Regions from separate parts of the Canis lupus genome. Here region 1 is linked to region 2. A link is a contact called in public Hi-C data. All regions are on one chromosome and are shown on one strand. Each heading gives the region's core, a stretch centred on a gene start, on an enhancer-like site or on the middle of the called end of the contact. The rest is flanking DNA. Distances are from core to core; before and after follow the strand shown. Region 1 holds the start of ZNF131 (zinc finger protein 131). Region 2 holds the start of TMEM267 (transmembrane protein 267).

Region 1 (4,685 bases), core at 345-2,844, 240 kb before region 2:
CTGCCTCTCTTTCTCTGTGTGTGACTATCATAAATAAATAAAAAATTTTAAAAAATCTACATATTCTCCTCTACCAGATGACTATAATTGCAAAGTAGAGCTTGCTTTGACATCTGATGGCAGGACGATAGTATGCTACCACTCTTCTGTGGACATTCCATATGAGCATACAAAACCTATCCCTCGGCCAGATCCTGTGCATAATAATGAAGAAACATATGACCAAGTGCCGAAAACCAGACTAGAAGAAAAAAATGAACACTTTGAGTAAGGACTCATGATAGAACCACCTAGCAAAATGTTCTTTACTACTAAGCACCGTTGGTATCCTCGTGGATGTTTCATAGACGTCGTAGGAAACTGAATCCTCCAAAAGACAGATGATACTGAGGTTTTCAGGAATCAAAAAGATGTTATCTTGTGTCTCATTTGCCATTTGAGAAACGCAATGGTGTGTATTCACTAATATGTTATATAGGAAAATAATAATAAAATGTCTTTTCGTATGTTAAAAAAATAAAATAAAATAAAAAGTAAATCTTGGGCAGCCTGGGTGGCTCAGCGGTTTAGCGCCTACCTTCATCCCAGGGCGTGACCCTGGAGACCCCAGATGACTGGCATGTCGGGCTCCCTGCATGGAGCCTGCTTCTCCCTCCGCCTGTGCCTCTGCCTCTCTCTCTCTGTTTCATCTCTGTGTATTCTCATGAATAAATAATAAAATCTTTAAAAAAAAAATAAAGAGTAAGTCTTAAATTGTTACTATCCTGCTCAACCTTCAAGGTTTCCCATTTGCGATTGTAAGAAAACCTATCACCTTTAGCACTGTTTACAAGGCCCCTGTGGGTCTGTCCCACCAAACTTCCTTTAGTTCCCGAAATGCTATGATCTCGGGGCCTCTGGATGCGCTCGCTGTCCACCTGCTGACGGACACCCACAGACACTGGCTTTCCTGGCCGCTCCCCACCCCCACCCCATTACCTTGTTCTTCACATCTCATAACACCCAGAAATGCACCCAGATAATTAACTGTCCAAAAATACCTATCAGACTAAGTTTAGGAAGGCAGAAAACACATTCGCCTTGCTCACCAGTGCCCACCCCGGCGCTGGCGCCCTAGAAATGCCTGTTGAGATAATGATGCCACTCACCCTTGCATACAGACTGCTATTTTGGGTCTTTCCCTGACCCCCACTCTATTTTCTTGTGAGAAAAAAAAAGTAAATCTCCACTCGTGATCTTCCAAAGCATCCCCCCCCCCCCCCCAGGTGAACGGGTGAATGACCCAGCCAAGCGACCAAGGACGCCGCGTAAGTCCCCGGCCTCCTCCGGCGCGGGGGTTGGGGAGCGGAGCGGCAGCAAGAGCGCCGCGCTCGTCCAGGATCGTCGAGGAGCGGAGCCAGGTCGCGAGCCCCGCGAGCACGTGCCGCCCGCCGAGCGCCGGGAGGAAGGTCCCAGGGGCCGGAACGTGCTCGCGCCCGGGGCCGCCGCCGCCGCCGCCGCCGCCGTCGCCGCGACGCGACTGCCCGGGGCGCGGGGCGAGCGCACGTGCGCCGGGGGACCCAGCGGAGGCCGCGTCCGGCGCTCCCGGGGAGATGGAGGGCGAGGCGCTGGGCAGCGGGGGCGCGCTGCGTGGGCCGAGCCTCGCCCCGCGAGGGGAGAGCGAGGACCGAGACGCCGCGAGGGCCCGCCGGCAGCGGGCGAGGACCACGAGCTAGGTGAGGCGGGCCGACCCGGGCTCGGGAGGGAAGGGGGCGGGGCGGGGCGGCGGGCGCCGCGGATAAAAGCGCCCTGGGAGCGCGCGGCGAGCTCACTCTCCCGAGGTCGGGGGCGGCGGCGCGCGCGCACCTGAGCTCCGGCGGGGGGCGGAAGGGCGGCGACTTAGGATCCCCGCCCCGGGCTCGGCCTGGCCCGCGGCTGGCCCAGCCCCACCGCCGCCGGACTTCCTCGTTTCGGCGGTCGCGGCCTGGCGCTCGCCGAGCTTCGATCCTCCGGGTCGACTCCGCCCCCACCGGCCGGGGCGCGGCCCGTTCCCTCAGTGGTCGGCGTTGGGTCGGCGTCCGCGTCAGCCGGAGCCCAGCGCGGTGACGCAGCACGTCGACGTAAGTGACGCGCAGGCCCGGGCCGCTCCTCCTTCCCTGAGTGAGTGCCGGCCCGGTCGGGGCGGGGGAGAAGCGGGAGGGCGGGGGAGGGAGAGGCGACCCGGGAGTCGTTGTGGGCCGCGGGCCGGACCGGGTCCCGGGGCGGCGGGAGCCAGGGCCGGGCAGAAGGGCCTGGCGGGCCGTTGGGGGGCCGCCACGACTGTCGGGTCCCTTCCGCTGCCGGACCTGCGCGCCCCGGCGCCCGGAGCCTCCGGCGCTCTGCCCACCCCGCTGCAGCTCGCGTCTCCCGACTCCAATTAGGTCAGGCTCGGAGTCCCGCGGCCGCGGCTCCGGCCCCCAACGCGCGGCGGCCACCCGGCTCGCCTTTCTTTCTTCCCTCGCCTTCCTCTCCTCTTGCCTCACCCTCCCCCCTTCTTTTCACGTAGCTGGGGTTTTGGGTTTTTTTTTTTTTGTTGTTGTTGTTGTTATTTTATGCTTAAGGGGTTTTGTACCTCAGCCCGAGCTCATGGGTGTACGTTATCATGCTCCTCTTTTGTAGAGCAACCCGACGGCCATGGAGGCCGAAGAGACGATGGAATGCCTTCAGGAGTTCCCGGAACATCATAAAATGATCCTGGACCGATTGAATGAACAGCGGGAGCAGGATCGGTTTACTGACATCACCCTGATTGTCGACGGTGGGTACGGTGGTGGGCAGAGCATCGAATTTGTGGCTTCCGTTCTTATCTCCCCTTCCCCCACCCGCTTTTTCTACCCACCTTCCATGGCTAGTGCCTGTCGAGTGTGCGCTGGGACCCGGGGGTGGAGTGGGGTGCGGAACTTGTCAGTGTCCACTCGGACCGTGTTGCAGAAGGCTAGGTGGCTAGTCATGCTTTCAACGTAATCATCGCATCTTAACTTTTTGCAGCCTTTTTGAAGTTTTCCTGTTGCACACTTGAGAGCAAGATAATAGCGTTGGAGAGAGGGAAGCTCTCTCTAAATGTTTAGTTAATAGCCTTCTATTCATCAGCTGCTTTGAGGAGCCTTTTACAGCAATCATGTGGGAAATGTGGATTCTTTTTCTCGTTTCCCAGATGGTCTCGGAGGGAGAGTGTGAGAGATTCCTTTGCAGCACTGGTACCCTCTTTGGGAAGCCTCCAAATCCAATGGGGTCTTTACCAGTATTAGGAGTTGTCGTTCGTTATTCAGGAGGCAAACGCAGTTTGGGTATCTTTTCTGTTTAGTGAAAATAGGCTTCTCGAGGGCAGCCCGGGTGGCTCAAGAGGTTTAGCGCCGCCTTCAGCCCAGGGCGCGATCCTGGGGTCCTGGGATTGAGTCCCACGTGGGGCTCCCTGCATGGAGCCTGCTTCTCCCTCTGCCTGTGTCTCTGCCTCTCTCTCTCTCTCTCTCTCTCTCTGTCTCTCATGAATAAATAAATAAAATCTTCAAAAATAAAAAAAGGCTTCTTGAGGCAAGGTATCCTTTATTACTGATCAGCTGTATTGTAGGTCTGCTGCTTCCAAATAGTAGGCATATTAACATGTTTTCCATAGCAAATATGTCAAGCTTTATGCTTATTCTATGGCTTTTTCTTCTCTCTTTCCAAAAGATGTATAATATTTTGGGTTGTGTTTATATTTAGCAGTTTTAAATGAATAGGATATATCTTGAAGAAGCTCCTTACCTCTTTTAGTTTTGTAAACTGACTTTTATAAAACTAACTTAATAAAAGATCTTTGAGATAATGATTTGGCTTCATGTCTAATTAAGATTGAAATTTAACAAGATAGCTGCTAAGATTATTCTGATTTTAGTTCGGTAATTTATATAGTCTTATGGTTATAATGTGGAGAAAGGTTTATTTTATATAAATTTACTACTTTATTTGTTGGTCTTTTGTGTGTGATACCTTTTTTTTTTTTTTTTTTTTTTTTTTTTTTGATCTAGGACACCATTTTAAGGCCCACAAGGCTGTTTTGGCTGCTTGCAGTAAGTTCTTCTACAAATTCTTTCAGGAGTTTACTCAGGAACCTTTGGTGGAGATAGAAGGTAAATGTCTGTTTTAAGTATAATACTTAGCAGATGTTATAATTGATGAAGAAGCATTAGTTAATTTAGCAAGATACTATAGGAAATAGCCATCTCAAATAGTTTATATTAGGTGATTGGGTAAATTGTCCTTTTGACACTTGAGAATTCTTACTTTCAGTAAAGTGCTTGGTAAAACGATCTACCATCTACATTGGATGGTAGATGTTGGTCTCTTAAAGGAGTCTTTTCCACTTCTAAAATGAGTGGTCACTCTTTTGGAAACGTGTTAAAAGTAAATTCCCATCTTTGTTCAGTGGGCTTATGTTTCAGACTGATGGGGATGCTTCAGGTTACAGTAGAGAGTTCTTTACTAGCAGAGGTACATATGACATGCACAGAATGAAGTGAGCTGCCATAATATGGAAAAGGCTAGGAAATAGGAAAGATGAACTGAAATAGCATTCAGAAGCTCTAGTGGATATAGAGTTTGGGATAGAAGGAATCATTTAATAGATACTACCTTAAAGTAGAAAGTGATTCTTGTACTTGCTTGACTTTTATAATAGTGGCTCCTCA
Region 2 (4,567 bases), core at 1,977-4,476:
TGGGTTAAAGTCTACGGACTCTTCTAGGATTCCACACACTTTCAAGCAGGAGTTATAACCAAAATCTAAAAAAATGCAAAAGATATCCCCAGGGTCATGAATCCTTTCTATACACCTCAGGATTTTCAATCATTTGTTTCTACTTTACAAAATAAACTCTTGACACTGGCATGGATAAAGAAGTTAACATGTTTAAAGGTTCAGTGCATATAATTTTAAAGTACATGAAATATCCCTTTGAACCAAGGACAGATGCCAGTATTCACTTAGCTGGAGGGGAACTGGGACACATAAATTTCAATTAATGACCAAGCCAGAGAGGTGCTACACTAAGCAGCAATATCTCCCTCCTTCAGTAAGCTGTGGCGTGCAAATCAGCCTAAAGAAAAAAGGCCGCTTAGGTTGAAGAGTGTAAGAATGTAGGCTGGACACACATAGAAGCTCAACAGAAAAGCTCTCCTGCCACTCAAACTATGCTCATATATTTATTACAAACTCATTTTCAGATCTTATCCCAGAAAGGGAACAAAAATAAAAAGTCATTATTCACTTAATTGCAAACTGCATGATGCCACTATAAAGCCACTGCATTACATCCATCCTCTTTTACTCTTGAAACAATTTTTACCACCCCAAAATATATTTAAATGTTACTAACCTTGTGTTTTACATAAGTTCAGATTCTAAAAAGATGGGGTGGCTAAAGACGTGTTACAAGCAAAGTGAAACATCAAAAGATCACTTCAAGTACTTAAATGATGATCCAAATTTAGTGACCTGAAAAAGAAAACCTTATTGTTCAACTATATTATGGTTTATGAATAGGAACAAATACATATAATGGGATAGGACAAAATGCACTTTACAAGTGAGAGGTATAAAACAGCTTGCTGGATAAGAGGGGAGCAAAAAGCTAATGAGTGAATGTGGAAGTAGATCCCTCAGCCCCCATCAAGTTTTTAGATGCCCGCAGCCCTGCAAACATCTGGACTACAACGGCATGGGCCGCTGAGCCAGAATCACTCAGCTAAGCCTCTTCCAAAGTCCTAGGCCCACAGACATAGTAAGATAATACTTGTTAAGTGTTTAAGCCTCTAAGTTTCGGGGTAATTTGTCATACAGTAATACATATCTAACACAACACTATTTCCATTTTTACAATGGTGTAATTATGGTCCCAGAAACACAATTCTGACATCTATTCCACTCCAACTGTATTAGTGCAGATATTTAACATCGCTGGCTTAGATTCTGAGTATGAGGATAAGAAAAAAAAAACAAAACACTTTTTGAGAAAGAACTTTACTAAGTATACCGCCTTTTATTTATTGTCTCTGATGAGGACGTCCAAGTGTACCCATTTTTCTTCATACCTTTTTCTTCCTTTTTCCACTTCCTACCCCTCCCCTACAAACAGAATGGACTCTGGAACCTCAAAAACTACAAAATAACTTTATTCTACATGCTTACTTTTGTTGGGAAGTTTCCTTAATAGTAATTACAATTTTCTTTTAACCTTGCCATGCATAAAATCTAGTGTGAAGGCATCTAATAATAAATGTTTCATTATGCAAGTACAAAGGGTAAGCAGGTAAGCATCTCTCAGCCTATGAACTAAAAATATCTGGAGGATGACTTCTCGTCTCCTAACGCCCATAACAAGTCCTTATGACTCGCAGCCACTTTCTACGATGGCCAAATTGTCACACCCCATCCCGTTTCAGTAAAATGCCATCAACTATGGGATCTTTAAAGTACACAGAGCAGTAATATTTGCTTTCCTTAATTCCACAAACATAATTAGCCAGTTACTTTAATTACACACTACTGTGCAGTTTGTTACTAATCTCAGACAAATCTTTCTGCCAAAACAACGAACAAATTCTCAACGTAAATAGCATCTGCTTCACTCTCCCTTCACACAAATATTTACAAAGACCTGAGGTAAAGGCAGCCCATAATCTGGTAACTACCTTCAGTACAGACTTTACAAACAAGTCTTCTTCAATGTCAGTGCTGTGAAAGTTAATTTATTTTTTAAATTAATTTTTTTTTTTTTTTTTTTTTTTTTTTTACTGTTTCAAATACATTTAATCTCCAAAGAGGCGGTTTCTCAAGCAGGTAGGAAGCTTGATTTTAATTTTTAAAAGTAATCTCAACACCGAAGATGGGGCTGAGGCTGGAACAGACTCCGCCGCCTGAGCCGGCCAGGTGCCCCTAATCTATTTAATTTTTTAATGCTAGAATACCTAAAGCAGATGCTAGATCTTTTTTTTTTTTTTTTTTTAGATGCTAGATCTTAATGCGGCTAATGTGCCAAGGAGAGAAGCACAAACCCTGCTCACTTGCACAGAAACTTTATATAGTCTGAATAGGAGATGTTTAGTTCCTACACCACTAGGAATAAAACATGCGGTTCCGAATTTAGACATCTATCGGGGGCTCAGCAAATTCCCCGAATCATCCCTTCCGAAGGCTGGTGTGATGCAACACGCCGGGCGGGCGGGCCTCGCGTTAGGAACCCAGCCCTCGCCAGCGGCGTAGGGACCCGGCGCACCTGCGCGCTCTCCCGCCCGCGGGGTCCGGGGCGCCGGGGCAAGGCGGCAAGGGGCCAGGGCGCGACCCCCGCCGCCCCGGGCCGGGCCGGGCCGAGCCGAGCCGAGGAGCCCACCGGCGGCCCGGGACCGCCCGCCGAGCACACCCCGCTGGCTCTCGGGGCCCGCGCGCTCGCCGCCCCTCACGCCCTCCCCACTGGGACCTGGAGCCAGCCCGGCTTCCCACCTCGGGGCGCAGCTCCGGGGCGTCCGCTCGGCCCCCCGCCGCCCGGCCGCTCGCCGAGCTCAGCCGCGCCCGCGTCCGGCTCTCCCGGCTGAAGCCCGCGGCGCGCTCGGCGGCCCCGCCCCTCCGCCCCGCCCCCCCGCGGCCGGCACCACAGAGACGCGGGCCGCCGGCCAGAGGGGCTCCAGCCCGGAAGGTCGGCGCAGAGGACGCCGGGATAGTGGCCCCCCTCCTGGCCGACGAGCGCGGGTAGCTCGGTGTTTGGTGGCGCCGGTGCTCTCCTGAGCCTTCCCCGCCGTGCCCCGTTAGGAGACCTTTAGGAAGCGGGGTGGGAAGGCAAGTGCCTCGTCGGCCTCCTCCGTCGAACCTGACGTTGGCGGCGCCGTGTCCCAGCCTCGGCCGCCGACAGACCCGCGACGCACCGCTGCTGGCGGCCGGGAAGCTGGGGACGCCGCAGGGGCGTGCGGGGTGCGGGGTGCGGGGTGCACGGGCCTGCGCGCGGACGCCGAGAGCCGCGGGCCGTCCGGGCCGGGCCGATATCCGGCTTCTGTGCTCGGTCTTTGGGTGGGCTCCGGAGGCGTTCAGGCTGCGGGGGCCGCCTCCCCTCCGCGGCGCTCCGGCGCCCCCTTCGGGACCTGTTGATAATTACTCTTCGCGGCTTAGTGGGCGTGGTGGGGGCCACACGTCCTCGTGGCCGCAGGGACACGGCGGGGTCATCTAATCACGACTGCTAGACGCACGGGAGCTGGCGGGGGGCGGGGGGGACCTGCATAAGTTACCCGGGCTTGACCCTAATTAGCCGGACTCAAGATGCAGCTTTTTTTTTTTTTTTTAAGATTTTATTTATTTATTCAGAGACACAGGCAGAGACACAGGCAGAGGGAGGAGGAGCAGGCTCCACGCAGGGAGCCCGACGCGGGACTCGATCCCGGGTCTCCAGGATCACACCCTGGGCGGAAGGCGCACGCTCCACCGTTGAGCCACCCGGGCGACCTAAGAGGCAGCTGTTCAATGAGACAATGGCCAGGTCCCAGGCTGTCTTCCTGCCTGAGTGGGCACCAGGATGTCTAGCTTGGCATTGGCTCTAGGAAGCACGGGTGCAAAAGAATGGGCTCAAAAGGGGGGCATTGTCTCCTTTTTCCCTACTTACAGTTTCTCAAAACAAGGGGCAGATGGGAAGCAAAGGCAGTAGTGGCACGATATTAATTTTAGTTGTAAGTTTCTGTGGTAAAAAGTGAGGTCTTCAATCTCAAGGGCTAATAACTCGGTCGCGCTCGGTCTCTCCCTCTCGCAGAACCCTAAAGTGTGGCTCCGTGTCTCAGCGATTGGACCGTTCGTTGATTGTCACACTCTTGATTTTTAGCCGGTGACAAAGACTCCACTGGAAGGGAAAATGATACACATTTTAACCCACACAGTGTAAGAGCTAATTAAAAAGAATACATTAACCACAACACGGGGTGCTTTTAATCCTATTAAGGACAGTTTGAATGCAGTAACAATTTCACATTGCCCTTATAGCAGCCCTGGCTGTATAGCACTGTAGGCTTTCTAGAGCTATTGAAGAACAACATGGATGGCTTCCTGCAACCAAAACAACAAAATTGTTACAATTGTTTTCTCTGTAGTCATCCTACAGTCCCACGGCACTGATTCATCTGTACAACACATACTGAATGATCTGTGTGCCAAGCTTAGTGCTTGGTAACGGGTTACAGGATGACTTTATGGAACTCAGGTGCTAGTGGAGGATCTAGACCACAAAGAAAAGTTGGATGGCTGTAGTATG

The links. A called contact is a pair of places that touch in the nucleus more often than the background predicts.
Region 1: a Hi-C map of blood shows a contact between it and region 2, with 2.2 times the contacts expected there. The contact joins the promoter of ZNF131 here to the promoter of TMEM267 in region 2. A contact is called at or near these places in 2 of 9 Hi-C or Micro-C datasets (amygdala and blood).

The regions. Positions count from the first base shown.
Region 1 is chr4:67,684,090-67,688,774 of UU_Cfam_GSD_1.0, reverse strand. It overlaps ZNF131 (zinc finger protein 131), which reads left to right and starts at 1,594. Exons shown (of 7, transcript XM_038535192.1): 1 at 1,594-1,715; 2 at 2,638-2,776; 3 at 4,026-4,127. The coding sequence starts at 2,653.
Region 2 is chr4:67,445,760-67,450,326 of UU_Cfam_GSD_1.0, reverse strand. TMEM267 (transmembrane protein 267) reads right to left here and starts at 3,226. Exons shown (of 4, transcript XM_038535168.1): 1 at 3,093-3,226; 2 at 659-777. C4H5orf34 reads right to left here. Exons shown (of 14, transcript XR_005358500.1): 14 at 3,643-4,159.